Linked DNA regions of Mus musculus: all the other regions are linked to region 1. Evidence: chromatin contacts called from public promoter capture Hi-C data. All regions are on one chromosome and are shown on one strand. The core of a region is the stretch at or near the end of the contact, and the rest is flanking DNA. Distances in the headings are between cores, read along the strand shown. Region 1 holds the start of Sult1e1 (sulfotransferase family 1E, member 1). Region 2 has its middle 9.5 kb from the start of Gm24121. Region 3 holds the start of Utp3 (UTP3 small subunit processome component).

The links. Promoter capture Hi-C pulls out the DNA fragments that hold promoters and counts their contacts.
Region 2: a contact with region 1 is called in a promoter capture Hi-C map of liver, with 3 times the contacts expected there. The contact joins the enhancer-like site here to the promoter of Sult1e1 in region 1. A contact is called at or near these places in 5 of 39 promoter capture datasets (cranial neural crest, hippocampal neurons, liver and 1 more).
Region 3: a contact with region 1 is called in a promoter capture Hi-C map of liver, with 4 times the contacts expected there. The contact joins the promoter of Utp3 here to the promoter of Sult1e1 in region 1. A contact is called at or near these places in 2 of 39 promoter capture datasets (cranial neural crest and liver).

Annotation. Positions count from the first base shown.
Region 1 is chr5:87,590,197-87,592,896 of GRCm38.p6, reverse strand. Sult1e1 (sulfotransferase family 1E, member 1) reads left to right here and starts at 1,286. Exons shown (of 8, transcript NM_023135.2): 1 at 1,286-1,403; 2 at 2,664-2,700. The coding sequence starts at 2,677.
Region 2 is chr5:86,937,139-86,939,838 of GRCm38.p6, reverse strand. No RefSeq gene overlaps it. Among named protein-coding and RNA genes, the nearest start is that of Gm24121, 9.5 kb to the right of the region's middle. Within about 2 kb of position 1,413, at least 2 of the 459 cell types and tissues checked have an H3K27ac peak or open chromatin away from gene starts, as enhancers often do. A contact at or near this core is called in liver, where this site is marked.
Region 3 is chr5:88,553,058-88,555,757 of GRCm38.p6, reverse strand. Utp3 (UTP3 small subunit processome component) reads right to left here and starts at 1,296. Exons shown (of 1, transcript NM_023054.2): 1 at 1-1,296. The coding sequence starts at 1,144.

The sequences.
Region 1 (2,700 bases), core at 37-2,536:
TACCCAATGCTTATCCTACTGTGTACAGGGCAGTGTCTAACTGCAGGGCATGACTCTGTTGTTGAGTTAGGTGTGATTTAATAATTAAACTTAATTGGGACATAGCAGAAAAAATTTCTAGCTAAAAGTAATTGTAAAATGTAAAGTCATTTGAGGGATATTTAAGCTTTTAAGATCCAGTATCTCTCAGAAGAAGGCAGCTTAATTTGATATTAGAAACAGAAGAGGTAACAGAAATAAAAAGGCATTTATTTTGAGATGCTGATAGACCTGGCGACTTAGGAACAACTGACAGTCTTCTTCCCTGGAGTCAAAGCAGATGCAGACAAAGCTGGAGCACTATTGCATTGCACCAGCCCTTGGGGACATTTCCCCCTGCTTAATTACTGCAGCAATGGGAATGATTTCTGTCTGGAAACGGAGTGCTATAAAATTGGATATGCGAGAGAGTGGAGCAAGGCGCCTCAAAGAGTTTTATCCCAATGTGAGTGCTGCTTACTAGGTTTATCCTATTTAAGCCATGGGTTCCTTTATAGCCACGGCTGTTTTGGAATTATGGATAACCCTTTTGGACGATTATAATCTAATTATAACTTTCTCCCTTCCATTTCCTCCCTCCAAACGCTCCCATAAATACTTCCTCGTTTCAAATTCATGGCCTCTTAATTCAATAATTTCTATTACTTGGGTATATGTGTATTTATGTGTATAAATATATATATTCCCAATATAACCCTTCAATCTATATAGTGCTACTTATATGTACATTTTCAGAGATGATTCTTTGGCACAGAACAATCACAGTTTGAAATAGAATGCAGTTCTCCATAATCTTGTTTGATACAGTTAAGTGCTACAAAGCCTTCTTTTGCTGTGCTCTTGTTCCATGTTCTTAACTATTCTAGGTTCTTCCTTGTTAGTTTTTCCTATCAGTTCCCAAAGCTATTGTTTGTAACATCAGCCTTATCCTTGTCATTATTTATCAGTAAATGAGAGGTTTTCTCACTCCATTTCTTCCTGGCCTCCTCTAATCTCCTTGTCCGTTTCTTCTTACTCTGTTATGAATGGGCAATTTAATGAATGATATAATGAATGGGTTGTTTAAGACTGAAATTTTACCCAAAGGGGAGAAACAGCTGTAGGGGCTTTCTACATCTCTGAGTGAGCAAACTTGACCTTATGACTAAACACAACTGCAGGTATCTCCCTCCATCCATTACATCATAGTCCATTCCCACAAGTTAGTCTCTGCCTCCTTCTCAGGCTGTCAGAATAAAAGCTCAACAGAAACTTTCCAAGTGTACAACCAGTTCTCATTTTTATTCAGAGCTGAAGAATCGTGCTGCCATTCGAAGAGAACTAAACCGGATCATTTCACTTCTTCCACGGGAACATCTGGACAGGTTGTCCTTTTAAATTGTTGATATCAGATTTTAAATAAATACTTTTAAATACAAAATTTATGTCAGTTAGTAAGTTGTTAAAAATAAAGGGACAGTAAAGTCTGTGTTGATACTATGCCTAATTGATAATGTGTATCATTTAAAACCTTTTTAAATTGCTTGTCACAAAGAAACTTTTAGATGTGCTTTGATATTTAAAGGTCTTTAAAATAGAATTTAAGTGTTACAGGAAATAATTGAATGCAATTGTTATAACGAATCTTGAAAATACCATTACTATCTTTTTTATGTCAATAACTTAATACAACAAAAATTTGGGTTAACAAATTATTCATGTGTATTTCATTTAAAAATATACTTTTTAAAATGGAAACACAGTGGAAGACAGCCAATTAAAAATATAACCTAATGCTGAGAATAACAAATGTTTCACAGACTCACCTTTGTGTCACAGTGATGGGGACTGGCAGAAATGTATATAAAAAGACAACTTTTGCTTTCAGGCATTTTACGTATAGCCAGACTAAAACTGGAAAACTAAGGACTCAACAAAACTTTTCAGTATTTGTCATAGAATGGAAGAAAAGCAATCAAATGTGAAAGGAGCTGGATAAAGTTAAGATAGGGAGCTAGAAAAGGAAATGATTCTAAAGAATAGAAAAAAAAATCACTTCTCAATCCACTAACTGTATGACCTGAATTTTCAACAGTTTGGGTTACTCTTTCTTTACAATTGGCACCTATTCACCTCCTTATGACATAGCATTAGCAATAACTCACTGAAATACACATTTTAGGGAAAACCACACAAGTTTGAGGAAATTTATGAGAAAAAAGTGTGGGAGGAAAGAAGCTGTTTGATATCAGCACTTTTACTCTGAGACAGCTTAATTAAGAAGTGACAGCTTGATTTCAGGCTACTGCTTATTCCATAGGTTAACCTAGTTAATTGCAAGCCAATTCTTAGAATTGTGGCTCACTCCATACAATATAATTCACCTGAATAAACAGTTTAATAAGGCAAGCCATGACTATTGTAGTTATCTATAGAAATAGACACTTATTTCCTGTAAATTTTCTCATACAATATATCCGGATTATACCTTCCCCTCCGTCTACTAATATTAAGTATGCTTTTACCCTGTGTAACAACAGGTATGGAGCAGCATTTAACTGGCCTTTATATACTTAGTTATTGCTAATGTGAAAGTGAATTGCAAAGTGAATACAAAATTTCAAACTTCTGTTTTTTTTTCCCAGTACACCATTTGAGATGGAGACTTCTATGCCTGAGTAT
Region 2 (2,700 bases), core at 164-2,663, 650 kb after region 1:
CAGGATCCACATTTTCCCATGTAGTGGTTCACACTCTTCTCTAACCCCAGTTCCAGTGATTCCAATGACATATACTGCCCTATCTAGCAACTAAAGTGTTGGACAGGCATTCTTGTAGGCCAAACATTCACACATGCAAAATTAATGAAAACTTAAAAGAGTGTGTGAATTTCTTGCAAGCTTCTACATTGGATATTGCTTGTGTTTCCCAAGCTCACCAAAAACATTCCCACATTTGCCAGCCTAGCAGTTATCACAAAGCTCCTGCACAGACTTTCCTAGGTGGATGTCACCAGAAGGAAACCTGACTCAGTCATCACAACATTTCTAGGCCGAGCTGATGATATGCTATGAGCACTTTGGTTGAGACCACAAAAGGACCTTATGTTTCAACACCATCCCCAAACACCAAGGCAGAGCTCCAGGGATGGCGCGGCTAGAGGAGCCCCGAATGAAGCAGACTAGATGACATCAGACAGAAACAGAAAAGTCAAAATAGTATCTCCAACTCCTATGACCATAGTCCTGTGGAAATGTTCTACACTGAAAATACTAAGATGAACCATAGAACACTGCTTCATTGCTTCCACTTTTGGCAAGTCTATTAATATTAATATTAATATTTTCTGGAACCATGGGTGTCACACTGCAGGAAAAGGGTTACCCGTGGTCACATACAAGTAAAATCATCTGAGTTCTGTGTTACTTTATAAAGAAGCATGTGTGGATATGTAGGAGCATTATCCACTTTTAATTATTAATATTTTATAAAGGTCTAAAATATCAAAGCCAGTGCTAAGTCACACAAATTCATTAACAATAAAATTTTTGCTTTTTTTATTTATGACTGCAAATTTAAAAGGATAATCCAATTTGTATTTTAATGAACAAATCCTTTAGCATTTGATTATCTGTAGCAGAAGTCAGAATATGATTCATATAATGGGCAATAAAAGCAAGAGCAAGAGGAGGGGGATAATGACTAGACTATAAAAAAGATTGAAGGATAATAATAATAGTAATAATAGTGATAAAAAGTAAGAGCAAACTATTTGCTTTAGTTTACTCCTTAAAGCAGTAGCAATAAACTTTTGACATGAACTTGGCCTATTGGTCACAGTTTCTTTCTTTTTTTGTTGTTTGTTTCAAGGAAAAAGAAAGAGACTTATTTTCCAGTATGTTGGGGTCAGCTGTCAATCTGTCCCTCAAGGCTAGTGATGAGAAGGTGACCCCGAATGGCTATTACAAGCAATTTTTATACTTTTTAGGGGCACAGGCTACATCAGGAAGATTACAGTTCAAAAGTATTGGCTAAGCATATTGACCAATAAATCTATTATCTAGCAAGCATGAAAGGCATTTGAACTCTAACTGGAACTTTTCAGAGGGTCAGGTGACTATAGGTCAGTACATTCTGAGACTTTTTACTCCAGAATGTTCCTCTGGGTGGAGAATGGAGCTTGGCCTAGCCTTGACCCCAGGTAGGAAGGGGAAGCTGTAAAGAGGGAGCGGGACTGGACAAAGACCTTAGGGTCCCTCATTACCCCCTTTTTCTTGTACAAGCTCTAATCCTGGAGCTACACTCAGGGGTCTGGAGTAATTAACTGATATCCTTCAGGTCCTATGCTCAGGATATCATAGTGTTGGCACAAGACCATCAGCTGTACTGCTCTTATTTTCTCTTTTATGAAGACTATATGCTTGCTTGCTTGTTCAATATGCAGGTTCCAAAGGTCAACAATAGCAGAACAATTAGGGGTCCTAACAGGGTAAGTATAAGGAGGGTTAAACAAGGGGGAGTGAAACCAAAATTCTAAACCAGTCCTGACTCTTTGCTCTTTCTTCTGCTTGGTGAGCTCTTCTCTCACCTTGACCATTGAATCTTTAACTACCCCGGGAATGGTCTCCAGTATGTGCTTCCTAGTGTTTCACATCCCCAGGTAGCACAGAAAAAGTGATTTCTTCCCCCCCACCTCACAACACTGGTGGGCCTGCTGATAGCTTTTCCCATCTCGAGGGCACACATATATGGGGGTTTCTTGAAAGTTATTCAACTTCAAATGTTCACACCATAAGCCCAACCCTCCAAAGCCACTTCTCGGACATAGTTTAGATCCACTAGTCCCTCATTTCCCACATCTGTGTACTCCCTTGCCCTGTGTCTCTAGGGTGGGGATATCCCAGGAGTCAAAACCCACTCCTAACTTACAGAGATCAAAGACAAGATCTGGCCACCAGATGTAAGGTGGGTGTTTGTCTACAGTACACCAAGCTATATCCTCAGAGTATGTTGCAAGTCACTTTGGTATGGCTTTGGGGGTTGCTGAGGCCCAGCACCAGAAGGAAGATACACCATAACCATCTCATGGTTTCTCAGGCCTTACAGATGGGCAGGTGATCTTGAGCTTGAGGGGGTTGTTTGTGAGTCTGGCTGCTATCCAGTTGGTGTCAGATGCAGGTGCTAGTATGACATGAGTTATATGAACCTAGGCAGTTACTCTATCCAATTTTCTGGAGGTTGGTACGGTCAACAACACCAGGTATGGCCCTTTCCACTTGGCTTCCAAGTTTTCAGCATGATGCCTCTTAACATATATCCAATCTCCAACTTGGTAGTCCTGTGGAAACTCTGGGATACCTGCATTATACAGGGCACTAAGTTTAGGCCACAATTCCTGGTGGCTGATATGGAAAGCTGGC
Region 3 (2,700 bases), core at 47-2,546, 960 kb before region 1:
TCTTTCTCTTCAACTCTTGCCTGTCTTCCATTTCCTTATAGTACTTGAGAGCAGCCCCATCAAAATCAGGCTCATCAGTCAGGGCAACAGCAGCAGCCTGCTTTACAGACTTGGGCTTGGTTTTGGTTAATTTTGCTTTTGGAGTCATTTCTTTCTTTACAGCACCATCCTTGGCTGTGAGGAGGTGACGGATTTCAGAGGACAGTTTCTGATCCACAACCGACAGCTTGTTGATCAGATTTCTGTAGGTAACAAGCCTTTCTATAACAGGATGTCCATGTGCAGGGACTCTCCGGGCTTTTAAGATCAAATAAAAGCTAATGTTGGCGCAATAGTTCAAGTAGAGATTATACTTAGTCTTCAGGTATTCGCTTCCTCTTCCAGTTGGAATGACCCCTTTCTCCACCAACTGTAACAAGGGTTCTAACTCATCCTTCACCTCTGTCAACTTGGCTTGGAGGTCTTCTATGAGCTCTAAGAGCTCTGGTGATTCTTTCTTCAACATTTTCAGCTTCTCTTTTACCGAGACTTTAGCCAAATCCTTCACAACCCTTGTCTCAGCTTCGTCTACCTGGGGCACCGGCTTTGCAAAGGCCTCCACCCAAGCGACTCCAAAATCATCCTCTTGCAGGGCTTGGGCCAAGCGCCGCTGAATTATCTGTGCCTCCTCCTCTTCTTCTCTTTCCTCCTCTTCTACTTCTTGCTGACTCTGACGGCCTCGGGATTTGGAACCATAGTCCGTATCGTAATAAAGCTTTTTTCTCTGACCCCAGGACAAGCTAGGGTCCACAGAGGCCTCAGCCTCACTCTGCACGGAGCTTCCGCCGTCATCATCCTCTCCAACCTCCTCCTCCTCCGAACTCTCTCCATCTTCGTCATCTCCATCATCAATATCTAGAGGTAGCACCTCTTCCTCCTCATCGCCATCCTCCTCCCCACTCTCGACTTCGTTCCAGCCCTTGGCCAGGACTGCCCGAGATCGCGCTTCATGGAACTCATCTACCTGGTCTTGGTAGTAGCTGGAGTCCCCTGGAGAGGGCGGCAACCCCAAGTCGTCCTCATTTTCGTCCGTGGCGGTGAGACCTGCCTGGGCCCGCACGGCGGCCCACTGAGCCGCTCCACGCCGCCGTGATTTCTTCACCATGGCTCACCAGCGGTCCCGGGTTCCCAAGCGACGCCGCGATTTCCGCCACTTCTGACCTCCGCCCAGAATGATGCCGGCAAGCGGAGGCTTTCAGCACCAGCACGCTCCGCGAACCCAAGTCGGTGACCACCGGAGCAGAGAGTCTGGGAAAGGCCTGTTTCCTTCCGCTCCCAGGGTGCTCTCCGCGCAGCGCGCGCGCCTAAACTTCCGCTCCCCCCCCCCCCCCCAGCGTAATCCCGCCGCCGTGTCTTTTTAAAAACCAGTCGGTTCCGGCGAATGAAAACTTCCGGGTAGGAACGCTAGGCCAAGGATATTTCCGTTCCGCGGATCCTTTTGTGGCTACTTCCGAGCTCTCTCTCTCTCTGGTGACTTCCGGCGTGAAGCCGGAATCCCGCCAGGGACGCCGCGAGACAGCCCGCGGCCGACAGAGGGCGCGGGGCATCTACGTTCCCACGCGTCGGCAGGGCGCCCACTGGGCCACGCTAGATAGTTGCCCAGCTCACGGTTTCGTGTTCTCCGTTTGCCAGAGTGGAAGTTAGTCAGGGTTTTGTTTGTGTTTTGTTTAGTTTTGTTTTTTGTCTGTCTTGACTTCTGAAGCCGGGACTCGCCATGTTGTCAGCCTCAGCCTCCCGGATTGGTGCTTTTCTCTGTTTTTGCCTGGGAGTTGCTACCGTAGGCGCCGCGTTTCCGGGCCCCGCGCGGCGAGTCTCTGCTTTTAGGCGACCCGAGAGAGGACTTCGGGGTTTTTTGGGGACGATGTAACCGGGAAGAGTAAAAGACGCGCGGTGTCCTTCTACTGGAATAGCTTCGCTTTTCTAGACGTTCTGGAAAACTGTGAGGCTGTCAGCCGCGGACAGCCTCCTATGTATAGAATTGGGTTGCAACATTTAATGATTATTCATTGTTGTGTTCTTCAACATTGATCAAGCACCAAACTTCCGTGGCAGCGTTTTAGGCAGAGATGGGGGGGGGGAGGGGAGGGGAGAATAAAGGAAGGAAATGAGCAAAATAGATTTAACAAGGGAGGGAGGGGAGAGGAGAGAGGAGAATGAAGGAAGGAAATGAGCAAAATAGATTTAACAAGGGAGGGGAGGAGAAGAGAAAGAAGAGGGAGAGGGGAGAGAGGGAGAAGGGGAGAAGAAGTGGGGAGGAGGAAAGAGGAGGGAAGAGGAAGAAGAGGAAAAGGAAAAGAGATAAAGGCCAAAATAGGAGACCTTGTGGTTTAGGAGGGCGCACGGGTACACCAAACAGAAAACTCAGTCAAATGGGAGAAGTGACATATGGGTCTAAGAGAATCGAACTGGTGTCAAGCTTAGTAGACAGGGCTACCACCTAAGCTATCTCAAATGTATGACCTTTTATGTCAGCTTCCTTATTTAAAAGGATATACAAAGTCGTGATTATGCATACCACATGGGGTCTTGTCTTTTTTTTCTTTTTTTTTTTTTTCCATTTTTTATTAGGTATTTAGCTCATTTACATTTCCAATGCTATACCAAAAGTCCCCCTTACCCACCCACCCCCACTCCCCTACCCACCCACTCCCCCCCTTTGGC